2 separate regions of the Mus musculus genome follow, and region 1 is linked to region 2. A link is a contact called in public Hi-C data. All regions are on one chromosome and are shown on one strand. Each heading gives the region's core, a stretch centred on a gene start, on an enhancer-like site or on the middle of the called end of the contact. The rest is flanking DNA. Distances are from core to core; before and after follow the strand shown.

The links. A called contact is a pair of places that touch in the nucleus more often than the background predicts.
Region 1: a contact with region 2 is called in a Hi-C map of pancreatic cancer cells, with 5 times the contacts expected there. The contact joins the promoter of Yae1d1 here to the enhancer-like site in region 2. A contact is called at or near these places in 22 of 39 promoter capture datasets (the 3T3-L1 cell line, 3T3-L1-derived adipocytes, the C10 cell line and 12 more), 10 of 15 datasets of contacts at CTCF or cohesin (CD8 T cells, the G1E-ER4 cell line, the NIH/3T3 cell line and 5 more), 177 of 484 Hi-C or Micro-C datasets (the 63-12 cell line, 8-cell embryo, the AML12 cell line and 88 more), 28 of 115 datasets of contacts at active chromatin or transcription factors (the 230-238 cell line, PVALB interneurons, SST interneurons and 14 more) and 5 of 9 other capture datasets (adipose tissue, embryonic stem cells, liver and 2 more).

The regions. Positions count from the first base shown.
Region 1 is chr13:17,990,808-17,994,762 of GRCm38.p6, forward strand. It overlaps Yae1d1 (Yae1 domain containing 1), which reads right to left and starts at 2,544. Exons shown (of 3, transcript NM_025904.3): 1 at 2,374-2,544; 2 at 821-942. The coding sequence starts at 2,499.
Region 2 is chr13:17,836,263-17,840,437 of GRCm38.p6, forward strand. No RefSeq gene overlaps it. Among named protein-coding and RNA genes, the nearest start is that of Gm24018, 29 kb to the left of the region's middle. Within about 2 kb of position 2,084, at least 32 of the 459 cell types and tissues checked have an H3K27ac peak or open chromatin away from gene starts, as enhancers often do. A contact at or near this core is called in the Ba/F3 cell line, hippocampal neurons, pancreatic cancer cells and 1 more, where this site is marked.

The sequences.
Region 1 (3,955 bases), core at 1,294-3,793, 160 kb after region 2:
TTACCTCCTCTTCTCAATTATATAGTCTCCTTAATTTTCTAAAAGTCTCAACAAAATTTAAAACAATTTTTTTCTTTTTCTTTAAATGTGATTCTTTGCAGCAGTTTGTTTCTCTATAAGGACAGTCTAAAAACTATCCCCATCAAAGAGGCTGGCCCAACTCTTTGTCACCATTGGACCTGACTTTGTGGCTCTATTTTCTGCCATTATTGCTATGGTATCCTACAGGTATTTAAAGTTCAGGGCTCAAACAAGCAAGACCTCTTTCTCTCAGTAATTACGGTTTTCCCCCGTGGACTTCCAGCTGAAAGACCCACCATCTGTCCTCTATCACGTGTGCAGGTAAAACAGCGTTCTTTATTAGCAGAAAACCCCTCCTGAGTGATCAGTGCTCTGCCAAATGGCAACAAGAGAAAAGCAGCTGGGACACCTAGTGAAATGGAGGAATTAACCAACAACTCCTAGAAAACCTTCTGAAAGCAGTACTTTACATTCTGAAGAGCCATGCACCCAACAGCACGAAAAACACTTTTTTCTTTAAAAAAAGATTTATTTATTATATGTAAGTACACTGTAGCTGTCTTCAGACACTCCAGAAGAGGGAGTCAGATCTTGTTAGAGATGGTTGTGAGCCACTATGTGGTTGCTGGGATTTGAACTTCAGACCTTCGGAAGAGCAGTCGGGTGCTCTTACCCACTGAGCCATTTCACCAGCCCCCGAAAAACACTTTTAAACACTGAATTTTTACATATTACCTCTATTAAAGACCTTCATTAGAATTGTGGCTAAATGATTCATCATTTAAAATTTTAAAATTACCTCAGTGTTCCTCTAAGGAGTCCATAGTTTATAATGACGTCTGCACCCTCTTTGTACCCTTGATTGAAGCCCCGTTGAAGAGTAAGTGCTTTGCCGGCATCTAGCCCATCTCTGTAACCCTCCTAAAAAGAAGAAAAAACCCAGTTGTAACTGACACCAAGTGAGTCTTCTCAGGAAAAGCACTGAACCAATTTTGAAGACAAATTTAGGTTTGTACTATATTAACTGAATTATGATATGGCAGAGACATAAATCCAAAGCAGAATGTTTCTCCTAAAATCTTATTATTGGTTCATCTTTCCTTGTCAGATCTGTCTTATTTTTTTAAAATGTTTTCCAGGCTGGCCTGGAGCTCCTTATCCTACCTTCCTCACTCTCCTAATCGATGACAGGCAGATGCCTCGATGCCACACGGGGAAGTCACTTTGGAAATCTAGGGTTACTGTGCAAACATTAAATATCAGTTGTTATGTTTTTTTTAAAAACTGTGTTAGCAAGGTCTTCACAGAAATGGGAAACTACATGTCTGGTCTCTTGGTAACGGACTAGAATAGGATAGATAAGGAGGCTGGCAAGGCCTGGGAAGAGGGAACTATTTTAGGAACAGTGAAGAGGAAGTCTGATTTTAGAAATCTAATCTAAACTGTGGCATAGAGATTTGTCTTATTATTATTATTAGTTTAGCCCTGGATTCCTATGGTATTTTTGTAATGATATGATGGTTGCTGGGCTCAACAAATATGAACTTACTGGAACATTAAATTAGGGTTGACATAACTGCAGCTTTAAGAGGGTAATTTAATGGCTAGTATATTGGGTGGATGCAGTTCTTATCTTTTAAACAGTTAAGTAACATATATTTACTTATTTTTCTTGAGGGAGGCATTTATTTACTTCCTTGAGCGTGAAGGTCAGAAAATAACTTCCAGAAACCCATTCTGTCCTTCCACAAAGTACGTTCCAGGGATCGAACGCAGGTCTTTATACTCTGGAATCCACCCCCATGTGGAGACAGATCTTAGCAAGTAGTTCTCACCCAGAAAAAGCGCCGATTCTACCCAAATAGTACTAAGCAAGTTTCAATGAATGGCAAGACAGGTCCGGATTGAATAACGCATTTAAAGTAAAGCTGGAACAGTATTCCCTTCTCTACCTCCCCCTTACCTTCCCTTGACAACATTCTCAGTTCACCCTTCTCCAAGCCTTGATAACATCACGCCTAACTTTGGACTCTCTGTGACTGCGTTCTCTGCGGGCCATCAGCCTAGTGGGTGTGCATTTCTCCTCCTCTGCTCCCCCGACCCCAAACTGCACACTCTTGAGGGACTGAATAAAGTTCACGTTGTAGAGTAGGGTCAATGTCCCTGCTCCAAACCCGGTGGGGCTCCGAAAGAGCACCAAGAAACAACCAGGATTCTTAAGACCCGGCAACACTGGAGCGCGCTGGCTCGGAGACCCGCGCTCCTCCGCCCAGGCTTCTGCGTGCGTGCCCCTGCCAGGGAGCCCCCGGGTCCCGCCTGGGAGTCCCTTTCTCCCGCGTCCCGTCCATTTACTTGGACTCGTTTCCGCATGTGACCCTGCCATTCCCGCTGCGCTAACAGAGACTCGTCCGCTTCCTCGTCAAACACGTCCTGGTCTCCAGGGCTCGCGTTCTCCGGAGCCGCTCGAAACCAAGACATCGCCCGGAACACCACGAGTCCCGGAGCCGCCGGAAACCCGGGCAAGTGCTTCCGGTTCGGGGGGCGGGACGAAAGGACAAGGCGTGGGACGGAGGGGCGTGTGCGGCTCCCCTTGCGGCTTGGAGGCTAAGGGTTGGGTCTCTTCCTACGCCTCTGGGATGGGCAGCGTGGGGCTAGCTGGGTGCTGCAAGCTAAGTCCCACCATTCAAGGGCTGAGATTCAGTTTCTGCAAGTGCTGAAGGCATTGGACGCCCACGTGCAGCCAAGAACTTTAGAATGTGAAAGCTGATTCTAGGATCGGTTTGAGATTAAGTAATGGGAACACTTTTGTAAAACCAGCGTCCATTGGCAATTTCCCTCTTAGCCTTTGACTAGGAGAGTTAAGGAATGTGGCTCAAGCATTTAGCAACTTCTGGCTGGGAGTTCATGTTGAAGAACTGCACATCAGTAGCGTTCTTGTTTTGTCATGTGATAACTGAATTTTTCTGACAATTTGTTTTGAATACCTATTTCGCATCACTCATCATTTTGGGACAGCGCACTATAGGAATAAAAGTTCTCAGTCCCAATGGACTTCCTATTAGTGTAGAAACGGCCAGTTAGCCAACAATACTTATAAGTAACTCATAGTTTGAAGACTGTAAGTGATATGAAAAAAGTAATCATTGTGAGGGAAGAGGAAACAGGTTACTGTTTTAGTTTATTTTACATTTTTGTCCTGAAGGCAAAAGTTTTGCCAATAAGGAATATATGCTCTGTCAATAAGTTATCCCCTACACAAAGTTATTACTTTTTATCTTCAGAGAGAATTTTGTATCCTATAAATGTATGTATAAAACCAAATATAAAATGTGATAAGGTGTATGTATATAGAGATCTTAATTAGAAGCAAAATGGCAGTATAGGAAGCCATAGAAATAGTGATTGAAATGAGTAAGATAGAAAACTTCTGTGAGTTGGCTCAGTGGGTAAAGTCCCAGGAACGGTGTCAATCACCAGGACCCACGTGATGGAAGGAGAGATTAAACTCCTACAAATTGTCCTCTGACCTACACACACACACACACACACACACACACACCATATGAAAACAAATGCAATAAAAAAAATCCAACTCAACCCTTGCATGATAAACCCTAAAGGACAGGGTCTGAAGAGATGGCTCAGCAATTACAAACACTTGCTGCTCTTCTGGGGGATGTTAACTTGGTTCTGGGCATCTACATACAATTGGGTGATGGCTCACAACCACCTGTGACACCAGCTCCAGGGAGTCTCAAGCCCTCTTCTGGCCTCCAAAAGTGCTTGTGCACACATGGCATACATGCATACAAATACATACACATATAAGTAAAAATAAATATTAGAAAACAGATAATCTTGTCCTGCCTCTTATTAAAAAGAGCGAAAAAAATGTAGGAGGGTGTGAATAATTTTGAACTTCTGATTATTCTGT
Region 2 (4,175 bases), core at 834-3,333:
GGGCTACACAGAGAAACCCTGTCTCAAAAAAACAAAACAAAACAAAACAAAACAAAGCAAAGCAAAGCAAAGCAAAGCAAAGCAAAGCAAAACAAAACAAAACAAAACAAAACAAAACAAAACAAAACAAAACAAAACAAAACGGCAAGGCTTTTCCTAGAGAAAGATAGTTAACCTCCCAAGTCTGCTGGTCTACATTTCTTCCCTGCTAAGGTGGAGATTATTCACCCAGCCAGGGTTCTTTTAGCAGTCAGGTGTGCCTGATAGAGAGGCAATGGTCCCTGTGTCAGTCAGAGCCTGTAGAACCAGTGGACCAGCCTGAGTGGCAGGTAATGCAAGCGGGAGTGGAGCTCAGCTCCTTTTTGGCTCCAGCCAGGTGTAGCAGCTCAAGCTGGTCTCACAAAGTCTATGAGGGGTAGACGTTAGGGTAAGGCGACGAAAGATACTTTGGGGGACTGGGGCCAAGGTTGGGTCTTAAACTCACAGAGGTCGGCCTGCTTTTGCTTCCCCAGTGCTGGAACTAAGGGCATGCAGAACCATGCCCAACTAAACTTGTTTCTTTAAAAATATAACATTGCTTAACGAAGAGTCTGGTTACAAACACTGAATTTGCAGTTAAGGACGGGGAGAATTGGGAAGCATTTTTCAGAGAGAAAATGAGGAAGTTCACACTTGTGCACCCAGAATACTGCTGAGACCTACAGAGGTAGAGTGCGGTTGATAAGAGAGTGTGTTTATGGCAGAAGAATAACAGACACTGGGTCTAGGAATGTATTATGATGGTAGAGCACTTCCGAGCACACCCAAAGACTGAAGTGCATTCCGGGAACCAAAAAAGCAAACCGTGCAGACTGATTCCTGCCTTTGGAATCCACCTTCCAAATCCACAAGTTTGTCATGTCCACACTTTGGCTTGCTAGGCAGTCACTTAAGGATTTCTCCGAAACACGTGAGCTCTACTTTAAAGATTGCAATTCAGCATGTTTAAGACTGCAAATAAGGAATGCAGCTGTGGGTACCACCAAGGTCGATGCAATGGCTCCCTGGCCGCTGTGCAAAGTGTGTGTTACCTACTGGTGACACTTCCTGGCATAAAGAGCAGGACCTGGCACCACTATCAAACAAGGCACTGGCAAAAGCTTTGGTGGAGGCAGAATCCTCAAAGGACATGGTCTGTACGACTGGGTAGAAAGTCATTTACTTATGCTATCTTCCAGAAAAGGATGGGGTAAGGGGCCTAGGATTGCAGGTACCAGCTCTCTAGACACCTTTTCCTCTTCAATTCTGCTTTGATTACACGTTGCTGATAAATAGTCTCATAACATCTACTTTGGGGATCCCAAAATTAAGTGAAAATTAACAATCTCAAAGTGAGCGCACATAGGATTCAAAAAGCAAAACCTGGATTGTTTGGTGTCAGAAATGGAAACCAGGATGGTTATGCCTACGATGAGTCACCAGAGGGCGCCATAACTCTGTCTCCAAAAGTTTTCCCAGAACAAATCCCCTTGGACTTCAATTAAACAAAAGATTTTTCTACAGTGACAGGTTCCACCCAAACAAAGGTGTAAGAAAGTAGTCAGCCAGACCCGGAAAAACCTGCTGGGGCATAGAATTTCAGTGACGTCATCGTGATGCTTAAAAACTGACATGGCTGTAAGGGATCTGAATATAGCCTAGTTTGGTTTCATTAAAGATTAACTTTTTTTTTTTTATGTATGTGCATGTGAGCCTGCTTGAATTTCTGGGCACCATCTGCCTGTCGAAGTCCACGGAAGTCAGAAAAGGGCCTGGAATCCCTTGGAACTATACTCACAGACAGTTGTGAGGCCTTTTGTGGGTGCTTGGAACTAACTGAACACTGTCCTCTGCAAGAGCAGCAAGCAAACGAGCCGCTGGGCCATCCCTCCAGTCCCCTGTTATCTTTTGACATCGCATGTTCTGTTTTTTCCTTTTTCTTCCTGGAAAAACAAGGAACTCAGGAGAGCAGAGGTCACCAGGTTGGTCTGACACACTCTATCCTTTTCCTGCGGTGGGTGGGTCTCAGGGCAGGAAAGTGAGGAACTGGTCTCCTAAGATGACACTCCTGACCTCGAACCTGGACTGTCAGGTCCGAGGACCTCTGGGAGGACCTGTTTCACTGCGTTCACTGCACACAAGCCTCCCTCCTGAGGACCACGTCTGAGACACTTTGGGCCAAACTGAAATTGTGTTCCAAGCCACGAAGAGACAATAGTATCATTCAATGGGAAAGTGTTCTTTGTCCACATTGGTGATGAACTTGAGTCTAAATAAGGGTGTGAAATAATCTGAGATCTATGAAGCCATGTTCAAAATCCAAACAAGCCAGCCAGTCTGTGTCAATGGGCGAGAGTGGACAATACTCTCCAGCAAAATTACAGAGCAGTGCTGCCACCTCATGGACAACTAGAAAATTAAACTTAAGCATCTCCAGAAAGCTGACTTCTCCAAATGTGTGTGTGTGTGTATTCCTATATGTTAATGTATATACATAGAGAGAAGACATTTTCTATATTTCTATCATAATCTTTTTTCAGACGCATTTTTGGTACCGCTCTAGAGTATACAAAGGGTCCAAAATGAAGAGACGAGAAAACCAACTAATTATTGACAAATTAAGCATGTCTTCTAGGCTTTAAGAATGCAAAAGATCTGGAGACCGAGAATAGTTTCCAATGTGCACTCGCTACACAATAAATGAGCCACAAATCATATTCAGAATTAAAAGAATAGCAAACGTTCGTTATGTGTAGTTTTATGGACAGGGTATTTATAGATCCATCTGTACTTTTATATCTGAACTTACTTAATCCTCGCTATCATCCCCTCGAGTCGTTGCTATTTTTATCTTCGTTTTCTAGGTAGAGCTCCAAGGCACTGTCAAGGTCACACAGCAAACAGAGGGTGAATGGGAGGTCCAACCTATGAAGTCTGGCCTGGGAGCCTGTGCTCCTGACTAAGAGACTACTTATCCTCAAATGTGGCCCGAAACAGTCATCATCATCGTTGCTGTCATCGTCATCATCTTTGTCATCATCATCACTTGGAAACAGGCCTACCCGGGATGAATCAGAGGCTCAGGATGGAAATCAGGGTGAATCCAGGTGCCGTTGCCAAGGGAAGAAGCTAGGCAGCCATGGAGACAGAGTGCACACCTGCCAACTTTTGGAGTACTGAAATAAAAAGAACCCTGCTAGGTACTGTTGCTTCACTGGTCATGACTGCCCAGGATTGGAGAGTGTATGGTGAAACATACTCACATATTTCAGACCCTTAAAAATTAGCTGCCTCTGAATTCAAATATATGTGCCTATGTGGTCAATCTCGTTCAAACCACCACAACCTGCCATAAAGTTGAATATAGGACTCAAATCCCATCAATATGATATGATTGTACCCCTGAGCTCGTCCCTGTGGGTCTATGTCTGTCTGAGTCAGCCCTTCCAGCATGGTTCTAAGAAGAAGGCTGCCAACAGCTACTGTTTCCTCAGACTAAGCCCAGGTGAAAGCAACAATGATCAACATTCACACGTCCTTCACGTTGGGTACCCAACATCCACAATACAACAAGACAAGCAATATGCTCTATACTTGGTGAAGAACAAGGGTGATACAGAAACCAGAGCATAAGCAGATTCCAGCCCGTATTCTCATCTGCATGTCTCTTAGGTGCTCTCACCCAAACCCTCCCCAACATACAGTAGTTGTTAGAGAGATATTTTGGTCAGTCTGTTGCCTATGGACTTTTTTTGTTTCCATTTCTTTCATTTTTAAAAAAATTTAATTAAGTCTCACAATTCAAGGTAGCAGAGAATTATATATTCATCCTACTTCAGAGAATCCTACACTGAGGCTATATTGGTTATCTTGCCACCACTGTGACACATTATTGAGTTGTATTTTTTTTTTATCTTATAAAATAGAAAGACATTAGCTTAGTTTTAGAGGTTTTAGTCTACCATATGCTGTGACCCATTGAGGAGTGTATGTCAAGAAACAACTTGTTCACTGTTGGGGGTTAGTTCTAATGCTTTGAATTAATTGGGAATCTGCATGTCCAAATGCTGAAGGTCCTTGTCCCCAATTGGTTTTTGCTCGATCAATAAAGAGCCAACAGTCAATAGTTGGATGGAGAGAGAGGGGCAGAGCTTTTA